3 separate regions of the Mus musculus genome follow, and regions 2 and 3 are each linked to region 1. The links are chromatin contacts, called in public HiChIP or PLAC-seq maps. All regions are on one chromosome and are shown on one strand. The core of a region is the stretch at or near the end of the contact, and the rest is flanking DNA. Distances in the headings are between cores, read along the strand shown.

What was found. HiChIP or PLAC-seq counts read pairs in DNA pulled down with a chosen protein or histone mark.
Region 2: a contact with region 1 is called in an H3K27ac HiChIP or PLAC-seq map of embryonic fibroblasts, with 12 times the contacts expected there. The contact joins two enhancer-like sites. A contact is called at or near these places in 7 of 484 Hi-C or Micro-C datasets (the AML12 cell line, bone marrow-derived macrophages, cortical neurons and 3 more), 10 of 115 datasets of contacts at active chromatin or transcription factors (craniofacial prominence, embryonic basal ganglia, embryonic fibroblasts and 6 more) and 1 of 9 other capture datasets (embryonic stem cells).
Region 3: an H3K27ac HiChIP or PLAC-seq map of embryonic fibroblasts shows a contact between it and region 1, with 6 times the contacts expected there. The contact joins two enhancer-like sites. A contact is called at or near these places in 7 of 484 Hi-C or Micro-C datasets (the G1E-ER4 cell line, adipose-derived mesenchymal stem cells, cortical neurons and 4 more), 3 of 115 datasets of contacts at active chromatin or transcription factors (embryonic fibroblasts, pancreatic cancer cells and stem cell-derived neural progenitor cells) and 1 of 9 other capture datasets (embryonic stem cells).

What each region holds. Positions count from the first base shown.
Region 1 is chr2:5,093,453-5,098,304 of GRCm38.p6, reverse strand. No RefSeq gene overlaps it. Among named protein-coding and RNA genes, the nearest start is that of Gm39755, 7.6 kb to the left of the region's middle. Within about 2 kb of position 2,799, at least 28 of the 459 cell types and tissues checked have an H3K27ac peak or open chromatin away from gene starts, as enhancers often do. A contact at or near this core is called in embryonic fibroblasts and pancreatic cancer cells, where this site is marked.
Region 2 is chr2:5,731,614-5,736,465 of GRCm38.p6, reverse strand. All of the region lies in intron 1 of Gm29857 (a long non-coding RNA gene), which reads right to left. Among named protein-coding and RNA genes, the nearest start is that of Gm29857, 6.0 kb to the right of the region's middle. Within about 2 kb of position 2,550, at least 23 of the 459 cell types and tissues checked have an H3K27ac peak or open chromatin away from gene starts, as enhancers often do. A contact at or near this core is called in embryonic fibroblasts and pancreatic cancer cells, where this site is marked.
Region 3 is chr2:5,616,624-5,621,475 of GRCm38.p6, reverse strand. All of the region lies in intron 1 of Camk1d (calcium/calmodulin-dependent protein kinase ID), which reads left to right. Among named protein-coding and RNA genes, the nearest start is that of Camk1d, 96 kb to the left of the region's middle. Within about 2 kb of position 2,760, at least 34 of the 459 cell types and tissues checked have an H3K27ac peak or open chromatin away from gene starts, as enhancers often do. A contact at or near this core is called in embryonic fibroblasts and pancreatic cancer cells, where this site is marked.

The DNA of each region.
Region 1 (4,852 bases), core at 1,550-4,049:
CGCAGAGCATCTGTTGGGAGAGCAGATGCATTATCGCGAGCGGTGATTAAAAGCGATCCCAGGTGTGAGGAACAGCTAGCTGGAGCTGATTTCCCAGCATGCCTCTGCTGATTGAGTCCCTGAGAGAAAGCAGCCCTGCTTTTCTCTCCTTGGTCTCTAAGGAGGAAGTAGGGAATTGGGAGAAGCAGGCAAGGCAAGCGGGTAGCATAAATCTGTCCTGAGGATTTCCTGGGAAAGCAGCTTCGACGCTGCTTGGTTTTCCCCGGGCTGGAGGTGATCACACACCCCGGGCTGTGGTGGGCACATCCTGTGTCAGGGCCACCAGCGCAGTTGCAGGTTTCTGTCCTGCGAGTGCGAGTGCGTCTGTGCTGACATAAGTCTTAGGGACGCAACAGCAGAGGAAAGGCATCTCCTTTCCCGTCAGTCTGTGAAGCTGGCATGTTGCAGGAAAGCAATCCGTAGGGCAGTGGGCTCTCAACCTGTGGGTCATGGCCACCAGCCTATTGGAAAAATATTTCTGATGGTCTTAGGAGCCTCCGACCATAAATTGATTTCCGTTGCTATTTCTTAACTAATTTTGCTACTGAGTGCTGTCTCAGTCCCTCAGACCACTGGAAATAGGTATTTACCCGCGGTCACGAATCACAGGTTGAGAACCGCTTCTGTAGGCGAAGGGTGCTGTGCTTATGTGTTTAAATGGGCTACATATGTGGAAGGACTGCGTTTATGTGTCATGACTGGGTCTTGAGAACAGTGACCACAATAGCCAGTGGATCTCACAACACACCAGAATCAAAGTCAAATATGTCCAACCTGTGCTAGACATATCCGGTAGGTCACACATGTCCCAAGATAGCCATGCCTGTGGTCCAGCACATTTGAAGATGACATTGTATTGCAATGTGAAAAGGTTAGACAGTGAGGTGTTTGGGGTTTCTTTGAGTTATCATTTTGATTCTGCCCTAAATGACATCCAAATCTTTCCAACTCTTAGTTTACTCTTTGCCTGTCTATTTTGGTCACATCCTGTACCTTATCTGGCTTGCTATGGAGAGGGACGAGGGTCACTTCTCACCCAGCAAGAGCTTTCGAGGAATGATTTGACACTGATGTACCATTGGGCCCGTGTGGCTGAAGGGGTGGTCAAGGATATAGCTTGACTGATAGAATGCTCTCTAAGCACACATGAAGCTGAGTTTGCTATCCAGCAGCACACACCAGCTGTGATGGTGAATGCCTGTAGTGCCAACACCGGGGACCTAAAGGTAGGAGGATCATACCTAAAGGCCTAAAGGCATTTAATATCATGCCTTTCTGCTTAGTGAGTTCAAGGACAGCCTGGGTTACATGAGGTCCTGCTTTGAAACAACAAGCAGGTGGGGGAGCAGCAAGACCCCAACACTTGATGCTGGTGGGCCATTGTTTGCAGTTCCAGATCAGATGCTGAACCTCAGCTCTCTGCCTCAATTATCTTGCCTCTAATTATCTTGCCACATACAGCCACTGAGTGCCACATCCGGCACTTTACATTGTAAAGTACAGGGCACCTAATATTGCCACAGCAGCTATCACCATGTTATTCTTCCTTCAAAATCTGGGTGACAGTCATTGGGGGAATGACGACACTGAGCCACAAGATGAACTTTTGATATCCTGAAGCTCCTTTGGGGTTGGAGGGGAAACCTGAGCTAGCAAGGATAGGGAGGTCGCTGGGAGCCGTGAGGAGACAGGAGGTGGGGGGCAGTGTCCCAGACCCTAGAGGTGAGGGGGTAAGGTGAAGAGGATTGCAGAAGATCAGCCATGATTCTGAGAGGGTCAATGCTCAATGGTCAGGACTAGACAGTTCTACCTGGACAATTAAAGCACAGTGTCCTGGCACAGTAACCAGTGCTTCCCAGCACGGAGTGTGACAGGACTCATACCTCTGGGTGCCTCCTGCAGAAGACATACGGAGCTGTTCACCTAAGCATGAGGTCCCTCTTATGGGACCTCAGGGAGAGCCTGGATATGCAAGCTACTGAATCAATGGTAGCTCCAGGTATGGATGCCGAGGTCCTGGCCATGCCCTGTACCACTGAGGTACACCCTTAGCACTGTGACTGTTTATCTATGACTCACTTATATGTACTGATAATATGCTGAGTGCAGCTTAGACTTAAAAATGGGCACAAAGAGATCTGGTATATGGCATTGTGCCTATAGTTAGCACTGTATTCTGCACTTAGAGATGTCTCAGCACTTGGGATGAAATTAAAGCAGGGGGATTACAAGTTTAAGGCCAGTGAGTCAATAAGAAAGAAAGAAAGAGACGGAGAGAGAGAGAGAGAGAGAGAGAGAGAGAGAGAGAGAGAGAGAGAGAGAGAGAAAGAAAGAAAGAAAGAAAGAAAGAAAGAAAGAAAGAAAGAAAGAGAGGAAAAGAGGGAAGGAAAGAGCGAGAGAGAGGGAAGGAGTAAGGGAGGAAGAGAGAGAGACAGACAGAGGGAAGGTGGAGGGGAAAGGAAGAAATAGTTTCAGCTTCGTACTGAAACTAAATGAAACACACACAAATCAAAGTTGAATTTTTTCCCCCTTCACCCTCAAGTCTGGCTATCCCTGATCTCTTACATGGGAGATGGGGACAGAGTAGAGGGTTTTCCCTCACACCTCAAAAGGATGGGAAAACCCAGGGCTGCAGACTCAGGTTGGAGTCAGAGCACTTGTCTAGCAAGCCCAGGGTTCAGTCCCTGTTGTGTGGGTTGGGGAGGTGGATTAAAAGGCAATTAAACTCGTTCTTTTCCTCAAACATGAGCCATCTGAAAACAGTGCCAGATGAGTCACAGTCTCATTGTTGTTTTTAAACTGATGTAAAACACATATCCCAAGTTATGTTATGTTATTCAGTAGGTTTCCTCCTCAGTAGAGTTGGGGTAATCACATCTTTTAAATCAGTAAATGATGTTATCAAAATAATCCTCATCTTTGAAATCTCACAAAAATTTCTATTTTACAATTTGCCCTGACTATCAAGGCTGCAAGAATAACATTTCCTATATATTCAAATCACTAACAGCTACACAACCTCCCCAGCCCCACGGAAAAGAGAAAAGAAACACCATCACATATGCTTGGCTAAGGGCTAAGTTATTCCAGGAGCCAAAAATAAAATAGGCAAATTGTTAGCACTGATGTAACACAACTGTAACCTCAGCATCACTGTGTCATGAGCAATGACTGTTAGAACACAGGGCTGGGTGCCCAAGGGCTGGTGGTAGCTGATCAGCAAGACTCTGTTTTCCTTCTCCATCTGCACTGCCAGCTCACGCTGTGCACCGCTCCACATGCACGGTGTAAGCATTCTTAGAATCCCAGCAAACTCGCCTCTGGATTTAGAATATAAAGGTTGCTCTCTGTGGTGGTTTGAATGAGAATGGCCTCCATAGGCTTATATATTTGAATACTTGGTCCCCATCTTATGGAACTATTTGGGAAAGATTAAGGGGTGTGGCCTTGTAGAAGGGGGTGTATTGCTGGGTATGAGAGTTGAGGTTTCAAAAGAGTCTTCTTGTCTCTTGTGTCTCCCTCTCTCCTCTCCCCTCTCCCCTTTCCCTCTCCACCCCCCTTCTACTTTCTGATCACACTGTAAGCTCTCAGCTATTCCTATGTTCCACCATCATGGACTCTAACCCCCTGAAACTGTAAGCCCAAATTAAATACTTTTTTCTTATGTAAGTTGCTTTATAGAGTTTGTCAGAGGAGGAAAAAAAGTAACTAAGACGTTGTTGGTTTTTTGTGTCATTGAGTACTTCATGGACAAGGGATACAATCATTGTGCTCAGCTATCTCTGTTGGTCTTCCAGTATCTGCCCAATAGACAGAAGTTGGTGGCTATATAGGTAGGAGAGTTAAAGTCTGGAAATGGAAGCTGTTGGTAATCATTAATTTATATAATAATATATGAAGAACCCAAATTAAAGCTTTTTGCAGAAGTCAGAGGTAATGAAATCGTGATGACTGCCACTTCTCCGATCGAGAGATTTTGATTAGCCTGAAGGACACTTGAGATTCATTTGTCACTTGCAAACCTAAAGCTGGCAACTCATTTGTATTCCACTCAACTCAACCTCTCTTGGTCCAGGTACACCATGGGCAGGCATGGGGGTCACACGGCATTATTCTGCATCCTGTGTACAGAAGGAGCTGTACTGGGGAGGGCTGCAGAGCTCGGCTCCTCAGCCCCGCTGTGGCCAGCTGCCTTGGCTGTTCCTCTCAGCACTTTCCTTCTCTCCTGCCTGCCTCCCTGTGAGCTCCTGGCTTCCTGGAAGGTGATTGCTTCCTTCTCTGCAAACCCTCAAGCTCCTCACCAAGTAATACTCATCTTCTGTGTGTTGCTCAAGCACACATGTGATATGCTCACACACATGTGATATGCTCACACACATGTGATATGCTCACACACATGTGATATGCTCACATGTGTGCACACATATGATATGCTCACACACCTGTGATATGCTCACACACATGTGATATGCTCACACACATGTGATATACTCACACACATGTGATATGCTCACACGTGTGCACACATATGATATGCTCACACACATGTGATATGCTCACACACCTGTGATATGCTCACACACATGTGATATGCTCACACACATGTGATATACTCACACACATGTGATATGCTCACACGTGTGCATGGGCTTGCAAGGGCCAGAGGTCAACATCTGGTAGCTTCCTCAGTCACTAACCCTGTTCTGTTCTTTTGTTTGCTTTTTGTGTTTTGTTTTGTTCTGAAACAGTCTCTTTGAGCCTCGGGGGTCCTCCCATCTGTACCTCCTCTGAGCTGGAATTGGAGGTGTATGCT
Region 2 (4,852 bases), core at 1,301-3,800, 640 kb before region 1:
GCTGCAACCAGGAAGGTCAGGAGAAGTTTACACGACTGCTTGAATGGAGAGTATTTCACTCCACTGGAATTCACAAGTCCTCTAGAAGCCTCTGTGTACTGTTCCAGAGCTGCAGGCTTTCCACACTGTGAATGCTGTTTAGAAACTGTGAAGGCTAGCACAGTATGGAAGGAATCACTCCTATGTGCCATTTCGTGTTCAGAATAAGAGTGCTCTTCTAAGCTCCTGAAGTCACAAGCACAGTATGATATGGTAGGTGTTATAGAAAGGAGAGAAAGAGAACCAGGGCTTGTCAGTGACTGCCTGTGGGGTCCTTCTGCTGTCAGCTCCGATTGGCTATAAAGCTACTTTAAATGGCTTCATTTTGAATGCTAATTAGCTTGTTTGTTGAGCTGGCTTGCTCCCAGAGTGGCTTTGAGAACTGCTGCCTGGCCCTTCAGCAACTGCAAGGCCAGAGCTAGGACAAGATCTGCTATACAAACTCCACTTCCTCAGCCTCTGATTAGGGTGGACTCAGGTGGAGGAGCAGAGAGGAAAGGTGTAGTGGGACCCTGAGAGCATCCCTGGTGGCCTGAGGCAGCAGTCCCCTGCCCTGTGCATAGGCTTCTGGGGGAAAAACTATCAAAATAAACCAGGGGTTGTCTGGAGCTACTCGCTGTTTTGTCTGAAGGAAACCCCAGTTCCCCAAACTCCAAAAGGTACTCCAAATATCCAGAAATGAACTCACCCTGGACTCAACCTGGATTTCTGGCAGTTCAATAAAAGCCAGAGTTCCTGCAGAACTTGTGAAAACTGGTTCTCATTTTCCAAAAGAAGTTATTTCCCTTACTTCTGACAGAAAGGACCTATGGCTACCTGAAGTGCCTATCAGCATATCAAAGCAGAGGTTGGCCTCCAGGCTCCCAGAGTATCACAAGAACTTTTATACATTTCAAAGCCCACTTGGATCCCATTCCTTCTCACCTCTCTCCTATCTGAACTCCCTCTTGCTCACCGGATTCTCTAGTTCATCTATTCATTCACCTTATAAGCCTACTATGCCTACTACCATTGGGCCCCCCCTTGCAGGTCCCCTTCCCTTCCCCCAATAAGCTTACTTTAACCTAGGCCTGTCCTTAAGGGGACATCTTAGCACTGAAGAGGTCAGCTCAGGACCTTTGAAAAATTCCACCCCTCCCCTCCTGGAAGAGACAGGTCAGAGAGCATGTAGGCCGGAAGGGAAAGGCTGATTACCTCATTTACTAAAGACCAATCAGTTTAAAGGGTGCTCTGTTCTGCCAGTCATATTGTGCCTAGTTGCTGATGTTCTCTGCCGCCCCTGGAAACTGTATAAAAACCCTCTCCAAATGGGCCACCCAGGGTGGTCGCCTCTTTCAGGTACAGGGCAACCCCAGTGCACTGGAACAATAAATTCCTTTTGCCTTTGCATTGATCCCTGGCTCTCTGTTGTTCACTTGGGGGGGGGGGGGGGTCCCTGCTAGTTAAGGCTCATCAGAGTCTTACATTAGTTTTGTATAAAATCGTATGTTTCATGTAAGTCTATTTGCATCCTAAATTAATTTGGGGGGAAGTGTTAAGGATTGAACCTATGGCCTTGAATATGCCAAGCAAATATTCTGCCAATGAGTTAAGCCCCAGATCCCTTTGACAATATTTTTTTTTGTAGTTTTAGATACTGCCACAAATAATGTATCATGGGGGGGAATTAAAGAAATTATGAGTTTTTCTGTTTACTAGGAGTCAGCCTCTTGTGCTGGTTTGAATGAGAATATCTGGCTAACTCATTTTTTGAACTCTTAGTCCTGTATAAAAGTGGGGGTTTCAGAACTAAAGTATCAAGTGAGGACATGACCACTCTGAGGTATGGTTGACAAAGTTTTTATTGTAGATACTGGGGAGGGTACAATCCAGAGCAGGGAGAGAAAGTAGTAGACTAAACATGGCCAGTCTATTACCGTGGGAGCACAGCAGCATCCAGGCAGGCATGGTCCAGGAGGAGCAGAGAGCTCTACATCTTCATTTGAGGGTCTCAAAGCCTATGCCCACAGTGACACACTTCCTCCAACAAGGTTACACCTACTCCAACAAGGCCACGCCTCCTAACAGACTCACTCCCTGGGCCAAGCATATACAAACCACCACAGACTAGAGCCACTCCCCGGGCCAAGCATATACAAACCACCACAGACTAGAGCCACTCCCCGGGCCAAGCATATACAAACCACCACAGACTAGAGCCACTCCCTGGGCCAAGCATGTACAAACCACCACAAACTAGAGCCACTCCCTGGGCCAAGCATATACAAACCACCACAAACTAGAGCCACTCCCTGAGCCAAGCATGTACAAACCACCACAAACTAGAGCCACTCCCTGGGCCAAGCATATACAAACCACCACAGACTAGAGCCACTCCCTGGGCCAAGCATGTACAAACCACCACAGACTATTTCTAGTTTGTGCTCTGCTTTGTACTTGTAGGTCAAGAGGTAATTCCTCAACTGCCGATCCCTTGTCTGGGAGACCTTCCTGGTAGTCAATGTTCCTGACAGATACTTCATAGAGTTGCCTCTCTTTGTCTTCTGAATCATTCACTCATGAATTAACAGCTGAATTCCTGTGGTAGTCCAGGAGCTGATTCATTGCCAGGTCTGGGTGGGGAGTGTCTTTAAAAATGAATGTAAAATAAATGTCTCTGAACTCAGAGGACCTGACTTAAAGTTTGCAGTGGTTTGACCCTGGTCTTTGTTCCTGGCGTTGGAGTTTTTATTCCCTTATCAAATGAAGAGCTCGTCTCCAACTTGCTTTTCTTTGGGCTTGACTGATGCCTTAGGCTGGAAGGTCCTCAAGCAGGAATAACTTGCTTCTGCTTTGTCTTCTTGACTTTGGCTGGTGTTTCTTCACTATCTCATTATGGCTTTGATGCTTTTAAGAAAACTAAACAAATATTTCATCCAGCTTGGCAGGCTGTCTTTGATCTTAATCACTCATCTTGTTGTTGCCAAATTAGACCTACAATGTAACTTAGGTTCAAATCCCAGCTCTTATTTTCAACTGGCCTGGGTTGGCCAAATTGTCTTCCTCTTGATTTGTCACACACATTAAACCCTACCAACTGATCTTTGTGGTTGTGTAATTTGAAAGTTAAAGCCTTTGTTTTTTTGTTCTGGTAAAGTGGTACAGTAACAGATGTGTTCATTGACTGTGTCCCAAGCTAGAAGGTAAGTTTAGGATTATGGAAAATTTGTGTGTGTGTCCCTCCCCCAATTTTCTCTTTCCCAGGAAATGCCTGATAAGGAGAATCTGCACAGTATGCTTGAGCTGAGGGAAATGGTTACTTTGTAAAGATAACCAAGGACTCAATCAAAATACATATTGCTTATAAACAAAAACATACTGCAAAAAAATGGGCAGAGGGTCCTATTCACTTGCATTATTTTGTAAAGTTGATCAGTGTTAAACTGGTTCTGGCTTTAGTTTTTCATTTAATGTGGCCTTGTAATAGAGTCCTTACACTAAATATTTCTTCTAATCTGAAGTAGTTTAGCAAAAGTTCTGTCATTAACATAAGCATAAGTGGTGTGTGTATATGTGTGTATGTGTGTGTGTGTGTATGCATGTCTGTTTTAAACCAGGGGTTGATTTAGTAAACTTGGGTTACCCACAGTCACCAAAGCTGGGGTGCCAGCTTCCGGTGTGTGTCTCTGCAGCGTTTTAGAGGAGTTGTAATCAGAACATTTAAAGAAGCCAAGCATGCTTTTTTATAGTGTCGCGATGCCCCCAAAGACTCAGTGTTTCAGACGAGAAAGCCATGGAATTATGATAGGCGGCAGATTGGCTTCTCCATGTCAGATGCTTGGCAGTTGATCCTTGCCTGATGGCCTTAAAACACCCCATCTGCGGAGAGAACGCTAACACGTTCATTTTCTGGATAAGGACATCAGCTTGGAGGGAATTCTTTGACTTGTCCAAGGCCACAGAGCCTTGGGGAAGAGGCTCCCCATTCCCTACCTTCCTCTCTGGAGACCTTCTGCTGTTCTATTACTCGCAACAGAACAAACGGCACCTGTGTGCTCTGAGGGTCAATTAAACTCATGGAGTGTTTGCTTGAAATTTTACAATGTTTGCCATCAAGACTCTGGTAATGTGTCTTTAAAAGGTGACAAGGGAGGCTGGAGGGGGTGTGTGGCTCAGTGGATAAAGCACCTGCCGCAGAAGCTGGAGGGCCTGAGTTTGGCTCTTCAGAAGCCATGGAAAAGGTGTGGCATAGTAACACCTGTAGCCCTTGAGTTAGGAAACAGAGCGAGGCAGGGCCCTGGGGCTTCCTGACCAGCCTTCTGGCAGAATTGGAAAGCTTCAGGTTCAGAGTGAGATCTTGTCTCAAAAGAAAAGATGGAGAAGACCGAGAAAGCACCTGGCACTCACCCTTGGCCTCTGTGTGCACTTGCCTGCACACACACTCCGTTGGGTAAGCACATGCAAGCACGCACAAAGGGATGAGGGCCGTACTTGGCCTCTGTGTGCACTCCTGCACACACACTCCATTGGGTAAGCACATGCAAGCACGCACAAAGGAACGAGGGCCGTATCATGATAGCACCTTTGGGACTGAATGGAGAAGTTGGACATCTAGGCACACAGAAATAACTCGCATCAGGAATGGAGTGGTCTGTCCATTACCAACAATGGACACGCAGGTGAGCTTATTGGGTGGAATTGGTAGGCTGAGCCACCCACCCATCTCTCATGAGATCAAGATACTAAAATTTCAGAAGGGTAGAAGGGGAAGTGTGACCAGAATACATGTATAAAGTTGTCCAATAATAAAATCTAAAAACACTAGATTTTTTTT
Region 3 (4,852 bases), core at 1,511-4,010, 520 kb before region 1:
TGGTTCAGGAGTGCCATCTACTGTGTTGTTTTGCATCAGGGTCTCTCAGTGCCCTGGAACTCACTGAGTAGTCCGGGCCAGCTGTCCTGTAAGCTCCTCCCCTTCGCCCCAGCACCATGATGAACAGCGTGCACCGTCACATCCAAGTTCTTCACATGGCTTCCGGGGCTTGAACTCAGGTCCTCAGGCTTACAAGGCACACACTTTCATGGCTTCCGGGGCTTGAACTCACGTCCTCAGGCTTACAAGGCACACACTTTACAGCTTAAGTCTTCTTCCCAGCCCAAGAGGTAACATTCTTAAACAATGGACACATTTCTATCTACGTTGTGACTTTCATTTAATATAACTCCCGTGTTGCCAAGAGGAGATGGGTTCAAAACAGCTGAACACAGGTCGTTCATTACATCATGGAGCTAGTCTGGTAACAGTCTGTTTACATTATATGAGAGCGTTGTCTGGTCCAGACAAATGATATTTGCCAAAGGAACCAACTCATTGTAAGGACAGATGTGGCTGGGAGCACATTTGCTTAAGACCTCTAGAACTTCCGGATAATAGACACAGGGGAGCCTATGTTAGGTTGCGTCCCTTTAACTTCAGCCCTGAGGAGGAGGCAGAGGCAGACAGAGCTCTGTGAGCTCAAAAACAGCCTGGTCTGCACAGTGAGTTTCAAGCCATCCAGGGCCACACAGCAAGACCCCCTTTCAAAAAACAAAACAACTACTACTAGAACACTAAAGGGCACGGGGAGGTTTGGAAAGTGATTTGAGAACCTGGTACCGTGAGGTTGGTCTCCATGACAGACTGACACATTGGTTCTCTTGTTCCATTGAGAAAGTTACTCATCTCCACATAGAGACTGCAAGGAACAGCAAGATGGCTACAGATTGAACACTGGGGAGTGCAGATAAACAGTTATTTAGTTATTAGGTTGAGATTTAGGTAAAGATGAATCATTTAAACCATGTCTTCCCCATACAGAGCACATTCACGGAATTGTCCCTTACTTTAGGTCACCTAAGTGACGCCGTTTGCCTCACTGTACATTTTCTGAGAACATCAGAAGAGGTAGATTTTGAAGTGTCTGATGTAGCACACTGTAGGGATGACGTGCGATTTGTTGAACAGATGAGCTACTGAAGCAGCTGTAGAAACCAGGCATAGTACATGTAACCACTCGTGTGTAGCATGACCTCTCTGTTCACACGAAGCTTGTACAGTATGTCCTTTTGTGCTTCTTTAGCGGGGTAGACTTTTAAATATACATGGTCTTGCTAGGCATCCCAGGATGGCTTAGATCTCATGACCCTTTGGCCTCCACCTCTGGAGTGCTAGCATTGCAGCCATGGGTTACCATGTTCCACTTTTATGGGCAGTTTTTATTGAGCTGGCTATAGAGTCACCTGACATCTGTGTAAGGGATGATGGAGAGAGAGTGTGTGTCATTTCTGCCCTGTCAATACTACAACCAAGATACTGATGTCAGCAGTCTACTTGCATTCGGCGATACATGGCTTTTATTCGGATACAGTTATAAGTTTGGATACAGTTTGTAGAATGATGGCGTCTGGTTAGCTAAGATGCAGGGAAGGATATGGGTGTCTGAGGCAGAGGGTCTCTGTTGGGATGAGGCTAGGCCCCAGCTGCAGAATAAGGGGTCAGTTTGGAAGACTGAGGGAGTCCCTCGTAGGAAGAAAAGGTTTTCCCAAGAACCTTGGAGTGAAGGACAGCCCTGTCTACGTGTCTTTCTTGCCTGTGCCCTTCTACAAATATCATACCATGCCAGCTCCATGTAGCCCAGATGGTGGGGGGTATGTGAAGTAGTTTGGATTTCCAGGGACTTGGGGTCTGCATCCAAATCCCATGTGCCCCTCTTTCTAACCTATACCCTCCAGAATATTTTAGAAGAATTCATGTCTGTTTTTGTCCTCTCTGACTTCCCCTTTATGTGGTTGCTTTTCTTATTGGATGCAGATGGGCAGGCATGGAGGTCTGATGGTTCATCTTAATCATTATTTAGCAGCCTCTTTCTAGTTCCAAGTCTCATCTCACCGCGGCCCACCATAGCCTCTTGCCTAGGAAAGGTGGGTCACCGAGAGTAATAGAGTTGACGGGAGTTTCCCTTTGGGAGAAGTTGTGAAGAAAACAAAGCCCATAGTTCTTCCTAGAAAGAGGATCTGGGCTCAGCTGGTAATACCTTGAAGCACAGGATCTGTGTTCTTTCCTTGGTGGGTGGTGGACATGGGGGTCAGGTATGGTGGTGCAATCCAACTCTCCTGGAGATGGACAGATAGAGTCAGGTGCATGCGGAGTGCTCACTGGCCAGCCAGCCTCATCTACTTGGTGAGTTCTAGGTTAATGAAGGACCTTGTTTCCAAAAATAAGGTAGACAGTACCCAAGAAATGGCAGTCAAAGTTGTCCTCTTGGCTCCACACACGTGCATGCACACCTGCACACAGATATATCCACACACCCCAAAAAGAGGAAAGAGAAGGTGACGGGTTACTGTCTAGGACAAGGTGTTTTCCAAGCTGGGGCTCTTGAAGTTCACTGCCTGCTGAGCCTAAAGGGGCTCTTCTGAATGGGGACACGGCCTTGTTTCTATTTAGAGAGAGAAAGGCCACCCAGTATTCTTATACTCCTGAGTTAATTCCAGCATTCTGGGTTAGAAGGTAGCAGCAGCTTCACCATGCTCTCATTTCCATGGAGGTTTAAGAAAGAGCTGGATTTCAGCCTACAGGAGTGACTCATAGAGTTAACTGTTTCCTAGGAGTCAGGTCCACTCATTGGTGAGTGGGCGGCCTGTTAACTGCAATCATGTGGGCACAACCAAGAAAGGCAACATTTGCATCCTGTCCCATACCTGGGTCATTACCTTCTGCCACAAGACTTGTAAAACAAGACACACCTTTCCCAGGAATTACCCGTCCGCAAACATGTGACTGCACAGCAGGTGATTCTGCTGCGGGAGCCCTGAGAGCGTCTTTCCAGGGAAGGCTAACTCATAAGGCTTGAAACCCAGTTTGAAAATATACACCTTTTGGAGAAAGTCCTATATTGAAGAAAAAAATTGAGTTGAAAGGACCCGTCTAAGAGATTTGGAAAACGTATGCATTAAATAATTCTTTGAAGACATCGTATATGAGGTTATTTTTTTTCCCAGAATCTTACTGTTTCTGGAAGATTTTTTCTCTTTTTCTCTGTTACTTTTTCAGTTTACTAGGGCCACTTTGTAAATGTGAAAAAATTTCTCATATTCTTCTGATATTTTTTTTTGTTCCTTGAGACAGGGTTTCTCTGTGTAGACCTGGCTATCCTGGAACTCACTCTGAAAATCAGGCTGGTCTTGAACTCAGAGATCTGCCTGCCTCTGCCTCCGGAATGCTGGGATTAAAGACTTGTACCAAGACAGCCCAGCCTGATAAGTGGATGAGAACCAAGGAGAGAAAAATGAGTTTTGCCTGATGGCTTTGCAGGTTCCCTTGGATCTGAAGGTGACTTCTAAGGGACTCCACGCGATGCTTTACCAGCACATGACCAGGTGGCTGCCCTTGCCAGCTTATCCCACAATGACCAGCATTATATAGAACAGTGCTGGCCTCACTGTTTCTTGGATTCAGTATGAGTTTCTGCTATGCTTGTAAGAACTGCGACTGCCTGTGTGATAGTCAGCAGCTCCCTGCTTTGAATGAAGGCAAATGCTCACATTTTTCCTCCTCTATTATAAGGACTTAGAGAAGGGTCTTTCATCCGACCGCCCAGACAGCTTCCTTTGCCTGCACATAGTTAGTGTAATGTCTTTCATATTGCATATGATTTCTTCTATCAGCTGCACAATGGCCTATCTTGAATATTTCTTTATACTGTAAATCTTTCTAGAAAATGACATCTATGCCTTTTGGCTCTCAAGAAGCTGGAGTGGGAGGTAGCATTCAGGGCCTGGAACATTGCATACCTGTGCTCTCTCCAGGGTGTCTTGGTTGGCTTGTTTATTTTACTTTTACCTTTTGTTTCTAGGCAGCACTTTTCTCTGTAGATTCTGCAATGGTCTTCAACTCTGGATCTTCTGCTTCTCTCTGTCTCTCTCTCAGGTGTGGAAATTAGAGGCATGCACTGCCAGGCCTGGTGCCTAAGCTCCTTCTCCTTCCTGTCATGTCTTTCCTCCCTCCTTTTCTCCTTCTGTATACTTGTCTCAGTAACACACGCACATGCACACGCACACGCACACACTGATGGGTTAGGCATATGGCTATGAGACTCTGAGGGTCCTAGTCCAGCAGCATATCCTTGCCTGTTCCTTCCCATGCGCCTCTGATGCTTTCCTTCCAGTGAGTGGGATCCTCTTTCCCCCATCTTCCACTCAGACTCATCCTTCTTCCATAGAGAGGCTTCATGGAACTTTTCTCAGCCTGCCTCTGCCTGTCTGTCTGTCTGTCAATCAATCGATCAATCATCTATCTCTTAATTACTTAGTTTATTTATTTATCTTGAGTATGTGAGGAGTGTTTACCATGACACACACGAGAGGTCACAGGGAACTCACAGGACTCAGTTCTCTCCTCCCAGCATATGGGCAGTGGGCCTGGAACTCAGTTCATCAGGATTGGTGACAAGCACATCTGTCCATGGGACCATCTCATCAGCCCTTTATTTCAGTTTTTGTGGTGCTGAGAATGGAACCAAAGGCCTTGCTCATGACACACAAGTGCTTTGTCTTCATCCTTTTGCTCAGTGCTTCCAAGTCTTGTTATATTTCTGTCTGCTCAGTGTGTGTGCATGTGTGCCATGGTCCACACATGGAGGGCAGAGGAAAGAAGAGAACTTACAGCTGCCAGATCTCTTTGTCTG